4 separate regions of the Mus musculus genome follow, and all the other regions are linked to region 4. A link is a contact called in public promoter capture Hi-C data. All regions are on one chromosome and are shown on one strand. The core of a region is the stretch at or near the end of the contact, and the rest is flanking DNA. Distances in the headings are between cores, read along the strand shown. Region 1 holds the start of Brms1l (breast cancer metastasis-suppressor 1-like). Region 2 holds the start of Strn3 (striatin, calmodulin binding protein 3). Region 3 holds the start of Pnn (pinin). Region 4 holds the start of Rpl36al (ribosomal protein L36A-like).

Region 1 (3,427 bases), core at 921-3,420, about 13 Mb before region 4:
GCAAGCTTTGAGGCCACACTACTTACATTCAAATCTGAGACCGGTTATTTATTACCTGTATGACCTTGGTGAGGTAGTTTAACTGCTCTGTGCCTCAGTTGTCTCCTCTGCAAAGTTAACTCTCAGATTTGTGTAGAGATTAAATGGACTGATTTACTTAAAGTACCTAGCAGTACAAGGCATAAGGGCGACCAGAAATCTCAGTACTATTTAGCACACATTCTCTGGTTACTGATAAAACAAAGATTAGCTGGGGCCAAGGACTTTTGCCAACAGCTGTTTTTATTTGATCTGCATTTAAGAAACAGAACCCCAAGGCCAGGAGTGGTAGTACAGGCCAATATCCCAGCTCTAAGGAAGATGAGGCCATGCTATGAACTCAAGGCCAGCAAGACTGTCTCAACAAACATGCTCACAACAACAAAAAACCCCACTTCATCTGAGGCAGTGTTTGTATCTTGACATTCTGTACAGAAGTCACAGTTTTAGTTTCTCTTGCAGATTTGGAAGGCCTGATATTGTTAGGCTAAAATTATCAGATCCTATCAACTGCCTGGTTGCAACATAGTAGCTGCCCCCACAGTAACTTTGCTTTGTCTTTTATTTTCATGCTTGATTAAAACAACCCTTGTTCTCAAGGAACTTGCAATCTTATAAGTGACCCACATTGGCTGAATATAGACTGCTAGGAAAAGAAGAAAAAAAGGACGGAGCATAGCCATCGTCTGGTGGAACATGAGCCATCGTCTGGTGGAACATGAGAGCGTCTGAAGTGTGGAAGATGGTGGTGATGGTGATGTTTGTATATGCTTGGCCCAGGAAGTGGCACTATTAGGAGGTGTGGCCTTGCTGCAGTAGGTGTTAGAGCAAGTGTGTCGTTGTGGGCATGGGCTTTAAGACCCTCATCCTAGCTCCCTGGGAGCCAGTCTGAATAAGATGATGTAGGACCCTCAGCTCCTCCGGATGCTGGCATGCTCCCGCCTTGATGGTAATGGACAGAACCTCTGAACCTGTAAGAAAATGAGCAAGCTGAGAAAGGAAAAATATTTAAAGGGACACCGGGAAGTAGAACAGAGCAAAATCTTTTGTTTTAGGAGATAACAGATCCCACTCAGCTAAATTTAAGTCTATGTGTGATGGAACATACCTTTAATCCCAGGAGACAGAGCCGTGCAGATCACTAAACTCAAGGTCAGCCTACTGAGCAAGTTCCAGGACAGCTAAGTTTCATTCTACTTCCTGGTGTCCCTTTAATACTTTAACCATATATTTTGTTGATAAAATGGACATAATACCGACTCCTACCTTAGGGCTATTAAACTAAAAATTGAACTCAGCAAATCCATGCAGTGAATTTACCAAGATAACCTGATAAAGAGTGAAAGTGATCGGTTATAAGTTACGATTATTATGGTAGTTATGGCATCGTCCTTGTCTGTGTAATCCTGTTTTTGAAAAAAAAAAAATGACATCTTTTTAAGTCAAATATTTATTTTTCACTGGAACCTGAAATTAAATCAATTTAATTTGGGTAGCTTCTTCCATTAAAAAAAAAAAAAAAAAGTAAGAACGCAAGATTGAAATACTAAGATAAAATTTCCTTCCCCTCTGTAGTTTTGGTTGTAAAAATTCCAAGAACAATGAAATTTTCTTTGTGAAAATTATTTCTTACACATACAATTCAATTTAATAGTTTACTAGCTGTACTAAAGGTACTACTAGTGTAGAAGAGACGATTCTGTAACCCTCCAGGCTCACAGAGTATGCAAAGACCCTTTCAGGCAAAGGATCTTTTCACATTCTTCTCACAGTTTGAGTAGCTAGGCAGATCAGATAACCACTTGGCGGGAAAAGGATAAGTACAGACCAAATCCGCACAATCTGTTTCTGTTTAGTTTATAAACTGCGTCCCAGTATGTCAGCTTTCCTGCCTTGTGGGACTTGAAGTCCGAAGTGAGAAGCGATTAAGGCAGCTGAATCTTAGAAACCCATAGCCCCTGAAGCTCTGAGGCCTAAGGACTACAATTCCCGACAGACAGCGGAAGGCCGCGCCGTAATCACCGGTAACCAATCGTTCGCTTGCAAGACAAGCCACGCCTCTAGCTCCGGGACAGCCTTGACCAATGGCAGAGCTCGCAGCGCAAGCCTGCGGGTTAGGTTGTGAGGCTGAGGCCGGGGGTGGGGAGGAGTCGAGGGTTTCGGATCCAGCTCGGTGGCCGGGTGGGTCGGGGCGTTCGGCGCGCCCTTCACCGAAGCGGCAGTGGCCGGGCTGGGAGCAGGAAGTGGGAAGCGACGGCGAGGTTGGAAAATGCCGGTCCATTCTCGAGGGGATAAGAAGGAGACGAATCATCACGATGAGATGGAGGTGGACTACGCGGAGAACGAGGGGAGCAGTTCCGAAGACGAGGACACCGAGAGCTCGTCGGTCTCGGAGGATGGGGACAGTTCAGGTGCGCTACCCAGCTGGGCGGGGATGCCGGGTCCCTTGCGCCGCGCGCGCGACAGGCCGCGGTGCTCACGCCGGGCGGTGCGTCCTGCTGCGAGCGCGGGGCGGGGAGATGGGGAAGGGGCGGGGACTGGCTCGGCGTCTGGCACCCGGAGCTGCGGGTCGCCGCGGGCTCCAGTTCTGGCTCTGGCTCCCGGTGGGCTGGGCGCCCGCAGGCTTTGAGGACCCGAGGCGATTCTGTGCACTGTGGGACCCGCCCTAGGGTCACCTGGCAGTACCCTGGGGCTACCGGCTCCGGAGTGGAATGTCCGGCTGGCTGGTCTGGAAGACTGCAAATGTCCCTTAGCTGACACCACCGACCTCTTTACTAGTAGTCTCAGCAACCTTTGTCAGCGTTTTTGTGGGGGCTGAGGATAAATTTGCCTTGGTCCTTGGCGGGCTTGCCACTCATCAACCTTAGCTTTCAGGTCAGCCTCTCACCAGTACTGTCATCAGAGGACTGACTTGGGAACTCTCAGGTTCATAATAGGTCCCAAAAGTTTTCAAGACGAAGAAGGGACCAGCCTGAGGGATCATTTGGAATCTTTGTCAGTTTTTAATCTGGAAGATGTGGGCAGTGTTGACATTCCCAGAATCTTCAAGCTTTGGTTATTTTGTAACTTTGGGCTGTTTCTAACCCCTTATAAGTCTTTTAATACTTTAATAAAATGAATGGAACTGATTTCCCGGATCTTCCTCTAACCATATGACAGACTGAGAATGGCTTTGTCTAACCCTGGTTTTGGCTGTGTAATGGGAAGCATTGATAACAGGTTAATGACTGTGGTATCACCTCACACCTTTTTTTTTTTCAGGTTTGTCTGTCAAAAAAGTATACTTGGAAGCATGTAATGCCGATAAGTCAGCCATCCAAAAGTAAATATTTATGAAGTTTTTACTCATAAATATTTATACTCATATACTCATTTATATACTCATACT
Region 2 (3,359 bases), core at 404-2,903, about 17 Mb before region 4:
TTACTATTCGACACCAAACTGAAGACTCATATTTATTTGAGGATACCTTTTCTACATTCATTAATCACGCTGTTGTTTCAACATTATTTCTCACCAAAGTTATTGTGTGTGTGTGTGTATAATAACGAACAATATTGCTTATGTCGAAATTTATAAGTCTGAAAAACAGGTGCAACGCTTAATTAGATACACGCTTTTTTTCTTCTAAGCTTAAATTAAACCCTGGAAAGGAACTTAAAACTAAACGCAGTCATCCTCCAGCTTGAATAATCCTTTCAAACAGATGCAGCAATTTTAAAAATTCAAGGCATGAACCCGCAACTGTCACCTTCCAAAAGTTAGGATAACCCAAGTCTGTCAGAGGATCACATTAAGTGGACATTTAACTCCGTTTTAGCTTGTACTAAGCGATAAGTACGGTCTACTTCAAATTAAGACCAATTCTTTCCGCAGACATTTCCTAAATACTGTACTGACAGCCCAGCTTTGCTTTGCATCAGTAAAAACATGAATATAGTAGGGAACTCTAGAGAAGCCGACTCAAGAGAGAAATATTCAGTTAAAGTGTTGATGAATCAGTAAGCGCTAAAGGAAATCCAAGTGAGTAGAGCGGCATCGCAGGTACTTAAAGGAGTTGAGGATGGGAAGGCAAACTTGTCCGGCCGGCCGCGAGCCATTGTGCGCGGCGGTAGCCCGAAGCGGCGTGGCTGTCAAGGGGCAAGTGCGTACCGAGGCGCGGGGGAGGGGGCAGGACGCCACATCGGAAGGGGGTGCAGGAGCCAGGAGGCAAAGACGCTCATCCCAGGCCCTCTCCGCGTGGCCTCACCCTCAAGGGGACCCACAAGCGCAAACTCAGTGCCTAGCGGGCCCACGCCAGACTCTCGCCCAGAGGCGCTGGGCCCAAACCCCGGAGGCCCAGGAGAGGTGGCTCCGGAGGAGCCCTGCGGACGCCATGCTAAAAGCCAAAATGGCTGCCCCAAGGATGCCCGCAGCGCGCCGCCCGTGAGGAGGGAGCCGGGCGCGCCGTCACCGCTCGCCGGCCGGAGCGGCTCAGGTAGGTCCCCTCCGCCCTTGAGGGCACGGGCCTCAGCCCCGGCCCCACCCCCGCGGCCCGTGGCCCCGGCCCCAGCTCGCAGTCGAGAGGGGTGACGGGTGACGTACCTGCAGCTCGGCCCGCTCCACCTCCCAGTGCGCCCGCTCCATCTCGAAGCGAGCCCACTCGTGCTGGATGTAGTGTAGGATCCCCGGGATCGTGTACTGTTGCGGCCGGGACAGCTCCGGGCCTGCCGGGGGCCCCGCCGCCTCGGCGGCCGGAGGACCCCCGCCGCCCGGCGCTCCGTTCGCTCCCGGCGGCAGGCTCAGGTTCCCCCCGGGTCCCTGCTGCGGCCGGGGAGGGGCTGCCATCCCCTGGCCGCCGCCGCCGCCTCCGGCCAGCTCGTCCATTGTGTGTGGGGCCCCGGCCGGGGCGCAGTGCCAGACGCCGACAGCTGCGGGGAGGGCCGGGACGGTGGCCCCGCGCCGACCGCAGGGCGGGGGGCCGGCCGGGAGACGGCCGGGGAGGGGGTCGTTGCCGTGTGCTTGCCGCGGATCAGAGCAGGGAGCTGCCGGCCGCCGCCATTACGGTACCTCCTCCATCTGCCCGTCTCACTCACTCACTTTGGGGGAGAGGGGGGCCGCGGCGGGAGGAGGAGGAGGGACGGAGGAGGAGGAGGAGGGACGGAGGGCCGCCGCTCGCGCACGGCACGCTGGGTAGAGAACGCCGCTGCAAGCCGCACTCCGGAGAGCCAAAAAGAGTCCGGCCTCACCCCACGCAGGCGCACTGAGGATGGACCGCTCTTCGGGAGGCGGGGAAAGGCCTGGGCCCCGCCCCAACTCGGGCGCCGGGCCCCAGCTTTTCTACGCCTGTGGAATCTGGATGCTGCCTTGACTTTGGGGAAGCGCGTGGGCGTCGGGCTTCCGGGTCGTTTTCCTCACGCACGTATCCTTAGGGGCAGCGTGGGTCTCAGCTGAGGGCCTGGGCTCTGGAGCTGCGTGCAAGGCGTCCTCCGTACTGCCCTGGAATTCCTGACGTTTCTCTAGAATTCCTGGCGTGTTTTGCTCAGTCCCAGAGGGTCGGGCCTCTTTTCTGCCTGTCACTCACTTGACCTCTGGTTTCGTGGCACCAGTCAGTCTGCAGGATTCTGGAGACGTCTACGTTTGGCAAATAGCCCAGATTCTTCCGGACTTTCTCACTGGCTCCTGGGCTTCGTCGCAACCTGCTTCTTTGGTCCCACTTCGGTGCTCCTGGCCGCCCGTTGTAACTTCTTAAGTCTTTATTATTCTGAGATTCTCTGTGTTTGAGCTATTGCTTTTTTTTTTTTTTTTTTTTTTTTTTTTTTTTTTTTCCTGAAGAAGTTGTGATATCTTGAATTCTTGAGAATAGTGGGTTGGATGGCAAACGATAACTTTCAAAGAGACTGATGTTTAGAAGTCAATGAACGCAGATATTGTCATTAGTGGCAGAAATTTTGATCGAAACAAAATGAAAGTATTGTAAATAGAACTTAAGATGAACTAAATCAACACAACGATATCTTTCTTCATCATTAAATGGTTTTAGAATGAAATACTACATACACAAAGGGTCAGTTTTTAGGTGCTATAGTGTGCATTTTTCTGTAAGTTCTTTTTTTGGTTTTTTCGAGACAGGGTTTCTCTGTATAGCCCTGGCTGAACTGGAACTCACTTTGTAGACCAGGCTGGCCTCGAACTCAGAAATCCGCCTGCCTCTGCCACCCGAGTGCTGGGATGAGAGGCGTGCCACCACGCCCGGCTTTCTGTAAGTTGAGGTAACAGCCTGGCTACCGGGCTTGGTGAACCATGTCTTTAATCCCAGCACTCGGGAGGCAGAGGTAGACAACCTGATCTCTGGGTTTCGTTTCAGACCAGCTTGGTCTGCAGAGTTCCCAGACAGCCAGGACAACAGAGAAACCCTGTCTGGAAAAGCCAAAAAAGGAAAGAAGAAGAAGGAAAAAAAAAACAAAAAACCTAATAACCTATGTAACAGCAAATGAAAAGAAAAATACACAGTACTTACAGCTATACAAGAAATAGTATATAAAATTGGTTATGTTTTTAAACTTTTATTTTCACTCTGAAAGCCTATTCAAATTTTCACATTGGAGCATATAAGTGACTTCATATAACTTCAGAGAGAAAAAGAAATACATTTTATTTTGTCATGTCTGCTGTGTTATAAAGAACTAATTCGATCTGTTACACTTATTACCATATTTATGAAATGTAGTCTTTAGTAAATGAAGAAATGAGGCTGGAGAGATGGCTCAGCAGTTAAGAGCACTGACTGCTCTCCTAGGCGT
Region 3 (3,462 bases), core at 366-2,865, about 10 Mb before region 4:
CTAAGGGCATCATGCATACATGCATGTAGTTGCACAGATAAACATGAGGGCAAAATACCCATACATGCAAAATAATAGTAAAATTTAAAAGATCCTATCTTTTATGTATAGATAACTCAGTGAAACCTTGTTTACAATTAGAATTAAATAATTTTTAGACTTAATTGCTTTTTACCAAAGAAAAAATCTTGGTTTTCTATATTGCTTCCTGCTAATATGCTATACACCTTCAAGCTTCTTCAAAGATATTTCCTGTCACCCTCTCCTTTTCTCCCTTTCTCTCTCTCCCTCTCCCCCTCCCCACCCTTCTCTCTGAGGGGGAGTAAGTATTTCCAGACAGGATTCTCTGGCTGTCCTGGAACTAGCTCTGTAAACCAGGCTAATCCACCTGCCTCAACCTGTCATGTGCTGGGATTAAAAGGCATGTTACCACCTGACTTTTCTCTTCTTCTTCTTCTTCTTCTTCTTCTTCTTCTTCTTCTTCTTCTTCTTCTTCTTCTTCTTCTATTTCTTCTTCTTCTTCTCCTCCTCCTCCTCCTCCTCCTCCTCCTCCTTCTCCTCCTTCTCCTCCTCCCCTTCCCCCCTTCTTCTTTTTGGTTTTGGTTTTATTCAAGACTGGGTTTTTCTGTGTATCCTTGGCTGTCATGGTATTCGTTTTGTAGATAACAGGTGCTGTTAACATTGATAAGATAATGAAATTCTTCCTCACCTATCCAGTTATGAGCCTCCACACAAATAGCATACAGGATAAGACCAAGTTACTGTTACTAAAAACAAAACAAAAATTCTTGTTCCTTTTCAGGGAGAAAACTTGTAAGGATTTGACCTTTGCATTTGTGTAACATTTTTCCGAACTAAAACGTGTACCTCTATGTCAAGTACAAAACCAGCGTCCATATTGGCATTGTGGGTAGGGCAAAGTGGAATCCAGAAAATACACACAGGAAACCACTGGCAACTTCTCCAGACCCTCTATTATACCCGCAGGCATTAGGCCCTGCTGGAAACAACTTTGCTCAGGATCAGAATATAAATTGCCTCTTCATCGAGATCTGACGACCTGTTGGACCTAGGTCCGCAGCCTCAATTTCCTTATCATTAAGCACCATCTCATTCAAGTTTCTAGTTTTTAACGACTAAGGCACGCAAAGCGATTCTCAGTGTCCACAATAACTATTAGCTGTTAGGATGAAGACTCCTGGTGGTTCAGTTCACTAATGGAAGACAGCCTGCGCCTCCCTGCACTCTGGGCATGCGCAACAGCCATTATTTGCCATGCCCTTTTCTGATTAAACCTCTTGGGGAAGGAAAAAAAGGATGTATAGCCTCTTCCGTCCCATGGGAAGAGTTTAGGCGCACTATGAAGTCAGCGACATGTCAAGTTTAAGAGGATGCCTTTGCAGACCCCCGAGATTGGATCTATCACACCGACGTAATCCCTCCCCGCTCTGCGCAAGCAGCGGAGCGCAACCACGGCAGGCGGCGAGGGGAGGAGCTGAGTGACTTGCCGGCTTCTCATTGGTCCAGAATCACGGATCGACAAGCTTCTTCCCCTTCCGGTCCTCGGGTGGTCCAGGCCCGAGAAGAAGCCCGCGATCATTGGCTGGGGCCGGCTGTCAGTCCTTCCGCGTGGAGCGGCGGGCGCGGTGCGGCGCTGCGCGGCCTGGAGAGCGGTCGCGAAGCCTGCTGCAGAGAGAAGATGGCGGTCGCCGTGAGAGCTTTGCAGGAGCAGCTAGAGAAGGCCAAAGAGAGCCTCAAGAATGTGGACGAGAATATCCGCAAGCTCACCGGGCGGGACCCGAATGATGTGAGGTACGGATCGGACGGAACCCCAGAGGTTGGCGAGGTCCGGGGCCTCGGGGCCGGGCGCACCCGGGACAGAGGGCAACCGGCCGCTTGTGGGCCGACTGGGGTCAAGGGGCCCGTTTCCCGGGCGGCGGGCGAGCCCTCTGCTCGGCTAGGCGGGGAGACGCCATGCCTGCGCCTAGGGCACTGGGTGCGAGTGCTTGCGAATGGAAGGAAGGCCCGCCCGGCTGCCCGGCGTGGTTTCCGCGCCCCCGGGAAGGCCGAGACCACGGCTTCCCGCCCTTGGCGCTGCAGGCCCGGAACTGCAGTACAAAGCCCCTTTCCACCCCTGCGGCTCCGAACCCTTGTCAAGTCGGAGACCCCCGGGGGAAGCAGTGGCTGCCTCTCCCTGCTGGCTTGGGTGTCCTTCCCTTGAGGTTGGCAGATAGGACCTGACCCAGACTTATTAATATGTAGCAGTCTCGAGATACATATATTTTCGTAACGGTGGTCTTGGGGAAGCAAGAAAGAGGATTTTAATGTTTGGTTTCGAAGAAGTGGATCTGAAACGGTCATTTTAGAATTATTTGTGTTCATTTCTACGTAGTGTGTACCTTAGTGTGTGGAAGTATATGAAGCCCTCTCATGTGTCTGCATAGGACTTTTACACTGATTATAATTCTTTTTTAGGCCCATCCAAGCCAGATTGCTGGCCCTTTCTGGTCCTGGTGGAGGTAGAGGACGAGGTAGCTTATTGCTAAGGTAAGGAGATGATAACTGCCTTGTTTCTAATAAATGTATTGCAAAAGTAGAGGTTGGAGAATATTAGAACAGTTTCATATGCACTACACTTGGGAGGCAGAGGCAGGCGGATTTCTGAATTCAAGGCCAGCCTGGTCTACAAAGTTACAAAGTGAGTTCCAGGACAGCCAGGGCTATACAGAGAAACCCTGACTGGGGGGTGGGGGTGGGGGGGGGACAGTTTCATATAAACTTAACTGTTTTTAAGTTCTGTTAAGGCTTTTGACATCTAAGAATGTAATTGGTGGTAGGGTGTTGTTCATGTAATTGTTTGCTTAAGTTTGCTTCACTTGTGTTTTTCTTCTTTATGAAATCAACTAAATTCTCTAGTCGACTAGAAATACCAGTTTCTGCTAATGTTTCTCGAGCTTTAGGTTGGATGTTTCTCATTGCAGGCGTGGATTCTCAGATAGTGGAGGAGGACCCCCAGCCAAACAAAGAGACCTGGAAGGGGCAGTCAGTAGGTATGGTTTCAAAAGATGTCTGGAGAGTCAGTACCCATCTTGTTTTCTGGGACACTACAGATATTTCTATGTCATTGGGATTGATTTGAACTGGGCTAGCCCAGTTTACAGAACTCAGTGGGATTAGAAGTAACACGTTCTGTTTTGTACTTTAAAAAACACCAAGAAACGTTTGGATATGAGAAGAGAGCAAAGCTTGGTTTGGAGCATCTTGCTTCCACCCCTCCCCCACCCCCCATAAGAAAGTGGTAAATGCGATATAAACTCAGTAGAATATGCCTTCTGGAGATGAGCATTTGAACACCCATTCACCTTTGATTGATTATGCATTTGATTCCATAGTGGTCATTTCAATTCTTTCTCCCGTGCTAGGCTGGGTGGGGAGCGTCGGACAAGAAGAGAATCACGCCAG
Region 4 (3,510 bases), core at 737-3,236:
GTTCTAGACCTGATACCCTCACACATGTACACTTCTAGGCAAAGAGTCAATTCACGTGTAAGATTAAAAAAAAAAAAAAAGACAGCCAGGGTTAATAAGCCATCTCTCCAGTCTTAATTATTCTTTACCCCACCCACCAATGAGTCATTTAAATTCAAATTTTATTCCCCTCCTCCCTTTTATGGAATTTTTTTGAATGAGTTACCAAACATGTATCACTGTCCATGGTAAATTAGCCAACATCAACAAGTCTGAAAATATAATGAACAATTATTAAATAATAATTTTCATATAAATTGAAAATACCTAATCAAGTGACCAATTTAATGTTAGTCTCCAAGCCATTCTGAGTGGAAGGATGAAACCTTTGTCAGCAGATCTGGGGAATGAATTCTATGACCATCACATATGTTCTGTGCCCATTATTCTGTAGCTACTGCTTATCTGTATGACTTCTTGTAGGGCACTTAGTACACACTTTGCCTAGCATGCAGAAAGCACTGGGTTCAACCCAACACAGCACCTTAGAAATAGGATATGGTGCAATTCTGTACTTCTAGTATTTAGGAGGCAGAGGTAGACCCAGACTCAAATTATGTTTGAAAACAAAACCCCCTAAATATGCAATCCTACTGAGAATCAAAACACAAGGCTTGGTATCATTAACAGTAACTTTATTCTCTAGCAGGTCATTTCTCTACTGCTTCAGTATTTTCCTCTCAGAGAACACAAGTTTTAGAACTGGATCACTTGGCCCTTCCTCTTCTTGTCGCCTCCCAGTTCAAAATGCTTGCATCTCTTAATGGCCAGCATCCTCTTGGATCTGCAGTTGGGCTCAACACACTCAAGCCTGAGCACAATCTTCTTTGTGGTTTTGGCCTTCTTTCGAAAGATTGGCTTTGTCTGCCCACCGTAGCCACTCTGCTTGCGATCGTAGCGCCGCTTTCCTTGGGCATACAGGGAATCCTTGCCCTTCTTATACTGGGTCACTTTGTGAGGCTGATGCTTGCCACATTTCTTACAGAAAGTCCTTCGGGTTTTTGGTACGTTGACCATGTTTGCAGTAGAAGTGTCTGCGATGAGAACTGTAAGAAAGTTTCAGACATTAAAGATCTTCAAACTCGAAAGTTTTAAACAGGTATAATTTGTAGGAACATATAAAAAAAAAACAGTAATGTTCGAAAATTTGTGAACCCACCAAGTACTCATTTCCCACGTGAATAAAAGGCCAACACGCAGCTGAGTGGATGAGCACTGGCTTAAACACCGGGGTTCAATCCTTACCACTTCAAGCCTATAGAAAAACTGTTTTTTGTTTTTTTAAACTAAAACGAGGCATTAACAGTTAAAAACTCAGACCTGATGGAGTGTGTCCTGGGAGGCTGAGGCAGAGGATTGCTAGTTGAGGTCTGCCTTAGCGTCCAAAGGAACTGACACTTGGAGTGGCCATTACAGTTCTCCCCAAACCAGCGTCCAATTTCTTAGGTCTCACTGCAAGGACAACGCAGTGGCGTCCGGGTAGAGAAGTTTTGCTCGGACTACCCCACAGCAATTCCCTCCGTTTTCTAGCTACGAATGGCTTACAACGAAATATAGTCGTTTCTGCAACAACCGGGCTCGTTCCTTCCCCCCAGCCACGTCAGTCTGTTTTGGCTTCACCCCCTCTAAAGCACCGTCACTCTCCAGCGGGCCCGAAGGCTGACGTGTCGTTAGCAGCCAGCACGCCTCGCCGCCCGGGAGCCGCCATGCTGGAGCGGTCTCTTCCGAGAGAGCCGCGGGCTGACCTCAAGCCGCGGCGGGCAGCACCTGCCCCTTTCCGACGCCTCAAAGAGCTAGGTCGGCTCCGGCTTCCAGGCGACCGCGGTCCCCAAGGAAGCAGCTACCGCTCTGCTCCAGACTTACCGAGAGACCGGCCGCCGCGATCCCCGACTCAACCGCACGCGCCGAACAGGAAAGGGACGAACAGAGCGGAAGTCGGAACTGAACCTGAGCGACGGGAATGCGAACCAATAAGCAGCGGCCTCCTCCGGAGGCTTCTGAGAAGCGCCAATCAGCGCCCGGCGGGGCGGGGCGGGGCGGAGGGTGTGGGCCGGAGGGCCCGGGCGCTCGCAGGCCAGTCGCGGCTTGTCAGAGCGGTCGCTGCCGGAGCGGGGCGAGGCTGCGGCGTTCGGTGTCGCCGTTCCGCCGTGCGAGCAAGGATGAGCGCGCAGAGGACGCAGAGCCACGGGCAGCGCAGGTAAAGGAATCACGGTGTCGGCGACCGCGGCGGGGCTTCTTCCGGGACCCCCGGGTGCTGAATGGAGAGGACCGAGGCGACGTTGAGCCGCGGCTCGTAGCGGCGGGGCGGCTGCCGGAGCTGCAACTGCCAGAGAGGATGCGCGGAGCCCGGGCGGCGCGAGGCAGTTGAGAGCCTTCGGGCCCCAGGACGCCGGAGCCCGGGATGAGTTAGCGAGGGCCGCCGCGGGGGCCAGTTCCTAGGGCTGCAGGCCAAGGCGACGGCGCCGCCCGCCCGCCCCTTCCGTGCAGAGGCCGCCAGCTTCTTTTCCGCGCCCGCGCTCCGGGCCCTGGAGACCATGAGGTTCCGCATCTACAAACGGAAGGTGCTAATCCTGACGCTCGTGGTGGCCGCCTGCGGCTTCGTCCTCTGGAGTAGCAATGGGCGACAAAGGAAGAGCGACGCCCTTGGCCCGCCGCTGCTGGACGCGGAGCCCGTACGGGGTGCGGGCCACCTTGCTGTGTCCGTAGGCATCCGCAGGGTCTCAAACGAATCGGCCGCTCCTCTGGTTCCCGCGGTCCCGCGGCCGGAGGTGGACAACCTAACGCTGCGGTACCGGTCCCTGGTGTACCAGTTGAACTTCGATCAGATGCTGAGGAACGTCGGTAATGACGGCACCTGGAGCCCCGGGGAGCTGGTGCTGGTGGTCCAGGTGCATAACAGGCCGGAATACCTCAGGTTGCTGATAGACTCGCTTCGCAAAGCCCAGGGTATTCAGGAAGTCCTAGTCATCTTTAGCCATGACTTCTGGTCCGCAGAGATCAACAGTCTGATCTCCAGGGTGGATTTCTGCCCGGTTCTGCAAGTGTTCTTTCCGTTCAGCATTCAGCTGTACCCGAATGAGTTTCCGGGTAGTGACCCTAGAGATTGCCCCAGAGACCTAAAGAAGAATGCAGCTCTGAAGTTGGGGTGCATCAATGCCGAATACCCTGACTCCTTCGGCCATTACAGAGAGGCCAAGTTCTCACAAACCAAACACCATTGGTGGTGGAAGCTGCATTTTGTATGGGAAAGAGTCAAAGTTCTTCAAGATTACACTGGCCTTATACTCTTCCTGGAAGAGGACCACTACTTAGCCCCAGACTTTTACCATGTCTTCAAAAAGATGTGGAAACTGAAGCAGCAGGAGTGTCCTGGGTGTGACGTCCTCTCTCTAGGGACCTACACCACCATTCGGAGTTTCTATGGCATTGCTGACAAAGTAGATGTGAAAACTTGGAAATCGACAGAGCACA

Evidence for each region. Promoter capture Hi-C pulls out the DNA fragments that hold promoters and counts their contacts.
Region 1: a contact with region 4 is called in a promoter capture Hi-C map of pre-B cells. The contact joins the promoter of Brms1l here to the promoter of Rpl36al in region 4. A contact is called at or near these places in 1 of 39 promoter capture datasets (pre-B cells) and 1 of 484 Hi-C or Micro-C datasets (B cells).
Region 2: a promoter capture Hi-C map of liver shows a contact between it and region 4, with 4 times the contacts expected there. The contact joins the promoter of Strn3 here to the promoter of Rpl36al in region 4. A contact is called at or near these places in 3 of 39 promoter capture datasets (cranial neural crest, liver and second pharyngeal arch cranial neural crest).
Region 3: a contact with region 4 is called in a promoter capture Hi-C map of pre-B cells. The contact joins the promoter of Pnn here to the promoter of Rpl36al in region 4. A contact is called at or near these places in 4 of 39 promoter capture datasets (the C10 cell line, the HPC-7 cell line, cranial neural crest and 1 more) and 1 of 484 Hi-C or Micro-C datasets (B cells).

The regions. Positions count from the first base shown.
Region 1 is chr12:55,834,196-55,837,622 of GRCm38.p6, forward strand. It overlaps Brms1l (breast cancer metastasis-suppressor 1-like), which reads left to right and starts at 2,171. Exons shown (of 10, transcript NM_001037756.3): 1 at 2,171-2,450. The coding sequence starts at 2,309.
Region 2 is chr12:51,690,261-51,693,619 of GRCm38.p6, forward strand. It overlaps Strn3 (striatin, calmodulin binding protein 3), which reads right to left and starts at 1,654. Exons shown (of 18, transcript NM_052973.2): 1 at 1,162-1,654. The coding sequence starts at 1,443. Ap4s1 (adaptor-related protein complex AP-4, sigma 1) reads left to right here and starts at 706. Exons shown (of 6, transcript NM_021710.4): 1 at 706-1,054.
Region 3 is chr12:59,065,304-59,068,765 of GRCm38.p6, forward strand. Pnn (pinin) reads left to right here and starts at 1,616. Exons shown (of 9, transcript NM_008891.2): 1 at 1,616-1,812; 2 at 2,476-2,547; 3 at 2,982-3,050; 4 at 3,423-3,462. The coding sequence starts at 1,700.
Region 4 is chr12:69,182,081-69,185,590 of GRCm38.p6, forward strand. Rpl36al (ribosomal protein L36A-like) reads right to left here and starts at 1,987. Exons shown (of 2, transcript NM_025589.4): 1 at 1,903-1,987; 2 at 654-1,085. The coding sequence starts at 1,056. The coding sequence ends at 736. It overlaps Mgat2 (mannoside acetylglucosaminyltransferase 2), which reads left to right and starts at 2,078. Exons shown (of 1, transcript NM_146035.2): 1 at 2,078-3,510. The coding sequence starts at 2,574.